2 separate regions of the Sus scrofa genome follow, and region 2 is linked to region 1. Evidence: chromatin contacts called from public Hi-C data. All regions are on one chromosome and are shown on one strand. The core of a region is the stretch at or near the end of the contact, and the rest is flanking DNA. Distances in the headings are between cores, read along the strand shown.

Region 1 (4,612 bases), core at 833-3,332:
CCCACTGGCCTTCCCCCTCCCTACCCATCCCTCTCAGCCCCATTTGCTGCCAGAAGCACAAATGCGCAGAAGACTCGCCCTTTAACCTCAGAAGCCTCTGCCCCACAGCACGCTCAACCACAGATTGTGATTCTGGAATAAGCTTGTGATGGAAACACACCCTTTTCCAGAAGTCTGCAGAAGGGAGCTAGTGCAGCGTAACCGAGTGTCTTTGTGCTTTTTGCGTTTGAGGTGAATGTCAGAGGGGCCTCGGTCAGGCGTGGTCAGCAGTGACCCCCAGCATGCACTTTCCCAGGGGACAGAAGCTTCACGCTCTGGGCTGCAGGGTAGAAAGTTCAGGGATTGGAATCCGGAGTCCTGGGTTTTATTTAATTCTACCTCTGCCATGTACCAGCTGTGTGACCTTAACACACTGGGTAAACCTCTCTGAGCCCCTCATCCTAATGCCTGCCGGTCTGTTCAGAGGGTCATAGGAAGCCACGGGCCGTAGGAGACCCCTCCGCTGGAGCCTGCGAGGTGCGAGGGGCTGTGGATTTCACCACTCGCACGCGGCTCCTGAGAGCGGGGCCCCACCCCAGCCAGAAAGGCCAGGAATCACCCAGGTGCCCTAGTGGTCAGGGGCGCTGAGGTTCTAGACCAGTTCTTTCTGATGCAGGGACGTTCGTGGGGGGCAGCAGTGGGCAGGGCAGGTCACAGCTGGTGGTGGCGGTGCTGGCCTGTCCCAGGAGTGAGCTCCTGAGCCTCTGGGTCCTGGCCTCCCTGCCTGGGCGGGCGGGTCACTCACACCCATCCCCGGTCTGGAATGGCGTTCGTCATCCCTGCCCGCAGATGCCGCGTGAGCTGCTGCGGGGAATGTGTTTCCAGACAGCACTTCCCCTCACTGCGCTGGTGTCCTCTTCTTTTCCTTGGCGGTCATTGCTGGATTCAGTCTGGTGGCCTGTCTCAAATGTCAGCTGCAGGGGCGGGACCGTCCACAACAGCGGCTTAACAAGGTGGCTCTCAGCTGCTCCGTGGCCTGGGGTGGTGGCTGGGGGGCCGCCAGGGCCACCTGGTGAGCAGGCGGGCTGGAGGTGTGGGGCACCGGGCCAGGCTGCTTTCTGGGTGAGGTGGGCTTTGCCACACCGCAGCCTCAGCCCCGCCGCCGCTGCTGAATCCCGGAACTGCTTCCAGGTACGACGAGGAGCTGGCACAAGGGGACGGGGCTGACCGGGAGCTGAGAAGTCGGCCGGGCCCGTCCCTGGGGCCCAGAGGGGGCCGATCGAGAGACTCGGGGAGAGCCACCCTCACAACCTGGAAGTGACCGCAGCGAGACCCCAGCCTGGACCCACCCGGGCAGAACTTGTCACTGCACCCCCCCGTCCAAGACCTATTTTGGAATTCCCTTTTTCTAGAGCTTTTTTCCTTTCCTAAACCCTGTAAATAAATAAAGGCACTTCTTTGGAAGGTCAAGGAGTCTGATGGGAAAACGCCGTTTCTCCTTTTCTCTCACACACACGGTACTTCCGACACCAGACGTGTCGGGATTTTTGCCACACCAGGCAATTCTGCGGTTCTTCCGCTGGCTCTGGGTGTCCCACAGTTTAACTCAACTCGGACACTGTCTGCCTGGAGATGGTGTCAGATGCCACAGGGGAGGGCTCAGCCCCGCAGGACTGCCTCCCGCTCTCATCACGTCGGGTGCCAGTCACAGGTCCAGGCTGTTAACTGGGCTTCCAACCAACTGGCTATAAATCAGGGGTTCCCACGACCCCATCCTGGGGTTCAATTAATTGGCTAGCGTGGCTCACGGAATCAGGAAAACAGTGTACTTGCTAGATTACCGGTGGGCTAACAAACGCGACTCAGGAAGAGCCAGATGGAAGAGGTGCTCAGGGTGAGGTGAGCTTTGGGGGCACCACCCTCCCAGCCCTTCCAGGCCTTCAGCAGCCTGGAAGCTCTTTGCACTCCATAGCCCATGGGTATTTATGAATAGACGTGATGGACTAATGCTCGGGCATTTGGATCGGCTCAACCTCCAGCCCCCCTTCCTTCCTGGGGACAGTTCCAACCCTCTGAGCACGTGGTTGGTTGCCATGGCAGCCAGCTCCCAAGCAAGGTTATCTACGGAGGAGCCCCAGCCACCCGTCAGTAGCGCAGACTCTGACAGGCTTGAGAGGGGCTCGTTAGGAAAAATAGAAGGCACCCATTTCACTGAGGAACTGGGAGCAAAACTAAACAGACAGATGTCGCGTAGCTCTTAGAAAGGAAATCACGGAGTTCCCCTCATGGCTCAGCGGAAATGAATCTGGCTAGGAGCCATGAGGTTGCAGGTTTGATCCCTGGCCTCGCCCAGTGTTGTCGTGAGCTGTGGTGTAGGTCGAAGACAAGGCTCGGATCAGGTGTGGCTGTGGCTGTGGTGTAGGCAGCTGTAGCTCTGAATCGACCCCTAGCCTGGGAACTTCCATGTGCTTTGGATGCGGCCCTGAAAAGCAAAAAAAAAAAACGAGGAAATCACAAAGGTTGTAGGAGTTGTGTGCCAGGGAAGGGGACAGAGACCAAATCTATACTTCTGATTATAAATCACATATAATTTTCTGATTATAAATCATTATAAATAGTATCACAATCTATTTCATAGAGCCGAAAGAACTGAATCGCAGATGTATAAAATGAGCTCTTTTGACAGAAAATAACAGCTTCGGCATGTTGTGTAGTCATGTTTTTAAAACTTTGTATCAACTGAAAACCAAAACCTGACGATCTTACAGAATCACGCGGCTGCGAGAAGCAAAATATTTAATCGGACAGCTACTCTGGTTTCATTCCTTCTTGCTTGACTGTGATTGGGAGGAAAACAGGCAACTAGAAATAATCCTCGGTGTTTATCGGTCCAAGGGCCTTTGTGTCGGTGCTCAGAGAAGGGTGGGTTTTGTAGGTGAGTCTGCCGTCGGGCGAGCCCAGACCATTCCCGCCACATGGCCTCAGTGACATCAGCCTCTGGGTTTACCGCAGACGCAGAGGTAAGCGCTGTTGGCAGCCACCAGCAGGACGAGCTCTGGATGGGGTGTGTTTACAGGGTGCCCGTGACTTACAGAGCAATGTGGGGTGGCCATCCAAGGCCCTGGGTAATGCGACCTTGATATTGAGGCCGGGTGCTGATGGCAGGTGTTGACCGCCAGCCTGGGAGTCAGACCTGGGCTTAAGGCCTGGCTCTGCCGTTTCTTGGTTGGTCCCAAGGCTGATGGTGGCTCTTTGGACCTTTGCTTCCTGGTATTTAAAAAGAGGATTAATTCTCTTTGCCTCGGAAGTCACAAGTGCCACTGCCCACCCTGCCTCGCTTTGCTCCAGCCCCACTGCGTCTTCCTCCCCAGGCAGGTGGCAGAATCCACGCAGCCCCGGTGGCCTCCACACATGGCTGTCCCACCCACCACTGCTTACAACCCAGGCTCTCTGTTCTGTTGCTTTATTGTTGCGTCTCGGATGTGTCTGGGAAAGGGTGGAGTCCCTGGCTGGGAAGTGACCTCAGGCTGAGCCCCGGGGCAGTTGAATCAGGCCGGAGGGGAGACGTTAGCTTGCCGTTGGCCAGGTTGCTAGGTGAGAGCAAAAGTCTGCTAAAGAGATTTATGTCAAATATTGACGGTTACATTAGCGATGTCCTGTTCTGGGCAGATGTTTCCTCCCACTGGTTCCAGAACACACACGGGTGGGAAGTATGCGGTGTCCGAAGCAGGCGACGGGAAACTCCCAGGCTGGAAACAGACCGTCCATCCCTCGGCCCAGGCCCCCAGCCCTGATGTCCCATTTGGAATCATCCAGGATGGCAATTTCCATTTTCTTATCCGCTCCCGTTAATTTTTTCCATTTGATTTTGGAGGAAGGGGGTTATTTCTGAAGTCTGAAAGTTTTCAGCATCTGGTCATTTCACAATTTATTTTTTTATTTTTATTTTTTGGTCTTTTTAGGGCCACACCCGCAACATATGGACGTTCCCTGGGCCTGGGGCAAATCAGAGCTGTAGCCACCGACCTACACCACAGCCCAAGCGGAATCCTTTACCCACTGAGCAAGGCCAGGGATCGAACCTGAGTTCTGGTGGATACTGGTCGGGCTTGTAACCTGCTGAGCCACAACGGGGACTCCCTCGCAATGATTCTTTTTGTTTGATTTGTTTGATTTTTCGAAGTGAAGTAATTTGCCTGCTTCCTGAATGGGCTGCTTCCTCAGGATTCTTTGGCAGGTGCTCAAGCCCAGAATGAAGGGGTCTCCCTACATGGCCCCCTCCTCCCAGCCCATCAGTCCCCAAGCCTGGTGCCAGGCTCCTCAAGGGGCGCCTACCTGGACCACAGCTTGAACCCCTTGGCCCCCAACCCCATCCCCTGAAATCAGGCTCTACCCTCTGACCCAAAGGATTTTTCTTTTTGTGTGTGTGTGGTTTTTTTTTTTTTTTTTTTTTGGTCTTTTTGCCATTTCTTGGACTGCTCCCGCAGCATATGGAGGTTCCCAGGCTAGGGGTTGAATCGGAGCTGTAGCCGCTGGCCTACGCCAGAGCCACAGCAATGCAGAATCCGAGCCGTGTCTGCGGCCTACTACACAGCTCACGGCAACGCCGGATCGTTAACCCACTGAGCAAGGG
Region 2 (4,612 bases), core at 823-3,322, 280 kb after region 1:
CTCCTACTACATATTTACCATGAGTCTTCAGTAAGTCTGGCCCCATTCTCTTGGACCAGCTCTTTCTGGAGGGCCTAGCATCTTCGAGGGAATAGCTTGACAAGGTGCCCCCCTCTGCCCCAGAGGACCCCCCTATAGGGTGAGGATGAAGTGTGCACTGCCCTGTGGTCGGATCTGCTGTGTGCACGGGGCCCGCGGTGGGGGCAGAGCAGGGGGCGTGCAGGGGTGACCGCAGCCTGGCCTAAAGTCACGAGATGTGACACTGCCTCCCTGCAGTTGAAATATTCAGGTAGAGAGTTCGTTCTGCTGGAGTTTGGAAGAAAACAAGGATTGATGACAGCGAAGGTTGAGAGAGAAATCATGTTACACCCAAGATGATATTCTAAGTAAAAATGAAGATAAGCCAGGGAGATCCCCAGGCCGGGGATCAGATCCAAGCCACAGCTGCAGCGACGTGAGATCCTTCACCCACTGCGCTAGGCCAGGGATCGAACCTGCGTCCCAGAGCTCCCAAGACGCTGCCCATCCCATTGTGCCACAGTGGGAACTCCAAGAGGCTACACTTTATGTTATGTGTATTTTACCGCAATTAATTTTGTTTTCAATCATCATAAAGAGGAGCTGGGAAGGGTGGGGCCAGGGCGGGAAGCACCATGGCAAAGGCGGTGGTGGAACTTCAAAGCCGTCCAAGGGGATACGTGTCAGTATCGACTGCGCTTCAAAGACAAAAATCCGGGAGTTCCCGCCGTGGCGCAGTGGTTAACGAATCCGACTAGGAACCATGAGGTTGAGGGTTCGGTCCCTGCCCTTGCTCAGTGGGTTAACGATCCGGCGTTGCTGTGAGCTGTGGTGTAGGTTGCAGACGCGGCTTGGATTCTGCGTTGCTGTGGCTCTGGCGTAGGCCGGTGGCTACAGTTCCGATTAGACCCCTAGCCTGGGAACCTTCACATGCCGCGGAAGCGGCCCAAAGAAATAGCAAAAAGACAAAAAAAATAAAAAAATAACAAAGACAAAAATCCCAAACACGAAGTTCCTCAAATCTCAGGGAAACGGAATCACCTCCTCATTTGCCTTTAGCAACCCACTGTTTTAATTGCAACGTGGAACTTTCTTATGACAAAAACTTTCTTGGTCATGAAAGCCCACAAGTGACTCCAGTCAATAACTGTCCACCATGGAGTTCCTGTCATGGCGCAGTGGTTAACGAATCCGACTAGGAACCATGAGGTTGCGGGTTCAGTCCCTGCCCTTGCTCAGTGGGTTAACGATCCGGCGTTGCCGTGAGCTGTGGTATAGGTCGCAGACGTGGCTCGGATCCTGCGTTGCTGTGGCTCTGGTGTAGGCCGGCGGCTACAGCTCCGATTGGACCCCTAGCCTGGGAACCTCCATATGCCGCGGGAGCGGCCCAAAGAAATAGCAAAAAAGATAAAAAAATTTAAAAAATAAAAAAATAACTGTTCACCTGAGTGGGGGAGGGGGAGAAAATGATGATGATGATGACGAGGCAGCGGCAGGGACAAGGAACCCTTTCCAGCCGTTACTCTCAGCCAAGCAGGCTCATAAGCGCTTTATACACGCTTAACGCATTTAAGCTTCACACTCACCCTTTGAGGAAGGGTGTATGTGACCCATTTTGCAAGATGGCTAGGTCAGGACAGAACATTTGTGGTCAATGTCATTTTTTTTTTTTTCCCCACTGTACAGCAAGGGGATCAAGTTATCCTTACATGTATATGTTACAATTACATTTTTCCCCCACCCTTTGTTCTGTTGCATCAATGTCATTTTGACACTGGTCTTTAATCAACTTCTGCTTCTCCCATATTTCGCCAGTCTGACCAGCCATGCCAAACGAGTCCCCCTGGACAGAAGCAGCCTATCACAGAGAGGCCAGCGTGGGGACTGTGCCCCTGAAACCAGCCACCTGACTTCCTTGCCTTCAGAACTCTGAGCCCCGCCAATGCTGCTCCATCACCCTCTCCTCCATTTCCGCCTCTGCTCGAGCTTTGCGGTGGCTGGGGCTCCCAGCCCCAACCCCGGGCCACCCCACATCCCCTCTCGCTTCTGCTTTTGTCACCCCTAGTCATGGCCTTTTCACTCTGTCCCCTGTCCCAGGAAAGTCCCTACATGCTCGACAACCTCAGAGAAGCTAAATAAATGGAATATTTCTTCACCAGGAAATGCCATATCCTAGCCATGCTGGGAAATCAAGTGTTAGGTTTTTTTTTTTTTTTAATCAGAGTTTATAAAACCCCTGATGACTTTGTGATGTTTTGGCAGAGAGAAAAAAACCAAACCAAAACAAAACACAAAAGCAGCATTTCACAAAATGGATTTCTGGCCGTTGCAAAATATTCATAAACTGTCCCAACTTCCCAGAGAGACTAAAAGGAAAATTCAGCTGCAAACAGCTTCTTACTTTCCATCTGGGTTTTAAATGCAGTCCAACCCCCAGTTCCATTACAGAAGGTCAGAACTGAGGTTAAGGGAAAATAGTTCACGCAAAGAAAAGGAAGAGAGCAGCCTCCAGTCTCGAGCCTCGAAACAGCTGGAAGCCCTCAGCTCCGCCCAACCCTCTCCTATCACAAAACCACAGAATTTCAGGACAGGGAAGAACCACAGACCTGCTGGCCCAGCTATTACATCTCTGGACAAGTCCTTTCCCTTCCTGTTGGATCCTCTGTAAATTACCATACAATTTGAGATGAAGAAACAAACACTGAAATTAACAAAGGCTTAAAGAAGGTAGAATTTTATTTCTCTCTTAGGTAAGAGGCCAGAGGTGGACAGTCAGGGCTTAAGGATTTGGCTACTTCCCCACATCATTCAAACACCCCAGGCTTCTGCTACCCTATTGGTCCCTCCACACTCAACTTCTGTCTCATGGTCCAAAGCGGTTGCTCCAGCTCCTGCCATTGCACCCCTAGTCAGCCAGCAGACCCAACCCAGAGATCACTCCCATCGCTTCTGCTCTTAACCCACTGACTAGACCTTACTCCCCTTAATTGCAAGGGGAACTAGGGACGAAGCACAGGTAGGTGGGAAGACAGGTGCCCAGCTAAAACATCTATTGCTACATAAGACAGAGAGATGGGTAATGGGGAGGAACTGCCATGTCTGACCCCTCGGGCTCTTGTGGGAAAATGCAAGTCATTCTATGGCACACACTTCCAGAATGCCTTGTACTGAAGTATGAAGAATGTCGCATTTTGTTTTATTTGGAACTTGCCAGTGTTTTGGGCACAGTTCCACTGTGTTGTTAATGCCAAAATGACATCTCAAGAAAAAACGTAATGGCTTTTGGATTTTGCTGCTGGTTCAGACGGTGGGCTCTGGACCCAGACGGCTCGGGTTTGATTCTGGGCCCTCTTCCTGCATGGCTTGTGGCGGGTTACCTACCTGCTTGTGACTCAGTTTCCTCATCTGTAAAATGGGCAGAATAATTGTTCTTGCCTTATTTGTTTGGAGTGGGACCGCTTGTGGGAGCGGCCAGTACTGTACTGGGCACATTAGGAAAAGCTTGATAAATCCTATTTCTATTATCATTCCAGCTCCTGAGCCTCCAGTCCCATGTCTAAGTCTGTTTCCTCATATGTAAAATCAGAGGTGTGGTAGCTGATCTCCAAAGATGGTTCCAAGCCATCCCTCCCCTCTTTTATGCACATGCCCCTCCTATCAAGACGTGGCACTTACATCTAACCCCTTGAGTCTGGACTGGGACCGGGAGCCAGCAGAAATAGCGGTGCGCCACTCTGGCCCTGACCTTGGAGAAAACAGGCTGCTTCCGCTTCCTTCCTCTTGGAATCCAAAGGCCATGCTGTGAGGAAGCCCGAGCAGCCGAGGGACAGGCCCACTTGGAGGATAAAAGAGGCTCCCAGCTCACCCACAGTCTCCACCGAGCTCCCAGCCTTGTGAGTGAGTTCTCCGGGGAGTGGATCATCCAGGCAGTCCACTATCCCAGCTGATGCCACGTGGAGCTGAGAGATGAACCCACAGGCCTATGAAATTGCAAATTGTTTTATTTTATTTATTTATTTTGTCTTTTTGTCTTTTCTAGGGCTGCACCCACGGCATATGGAGGTTCCCAGGCTAGGGGTCTGATTGGAGCTGTAGCCACTGGCCTACAACAGAGCCACAGCAAAATGGGATCTGAGCCGCACCTGTGACCTACACCACAGCTCATGGCAACACCAGATCCTTAACCCACTGAGTGAGGCCAGGGATGGAACCCGCAACCTCGTGGTTCCTAGTTGGATTTGTTAACCACTGAGCCACGACGGGAACTCCAAAACTGCAAATTGTGAGCAAAGAAACAACTGCATTTGGGGGTGGTTTGTTAGGCAGCAATAAATGACCAGAAGGCATTCGATGGATAGAAGTAGGATGCTGTGAAAATAAAAACTTTACTCATGTGGCACTGGTTTGGGAACCAGATGGTAGGAAGGGCCTCAAGGAAATGATGAGTGAAAGCTTACACAACAGTGAAGAGGGAGTTCCCACTGTGGCACAACGGGATCATCAGCATCTCTGCAGCACCAGGACACAGGTTCAATCCCCAGCTGGACCTGTTGTTGCCGTAACTGCGACAGAGGGTTGCAACCGAAGCTTGGAT

The links. A called contact is a pair of places that touch in the nucleus more often than the background predicts.
Region 2: a Hi-C map of subcutaneous adipose tissue shows a contact between it and region 1, with 2.3 times the contacts expected there. A contact is called at or near these places in 4 of 47 Hi-C or Micro-C datasets (embryonic fibroblasts, mesenteric adipose tissue, retroperitoneal adipose tissue and 1 more) and 1 of 2 datasets of targeted methods (alveolar macrophages).

Annotation. Positions count from the first base shown.
Region 1 is chr5:5,826,174-5,830,785 of Sscrofa11.1, forward strand. It overlaps TTLL1 (probable tubulin polyglutamylase TTLL1), which reads left to right. Exons shown (of 13, transcript XM_003481524.3): 13 at 1,171-1,449. The coding sequence ends at 1,300. Among named protein-coding and RNA genes, the nearest start is that of PACSIN2, 25 kb to the right of the region's middle.
Region 2 is chr5:6,109,884-6,114,495 of Sscrofa11.1, forward strand. No RefSeq gene overlaps it. Among named protein-coding and RNA genes, the nearest start is that of A4GALT, 28 kb to the left of the region's middle.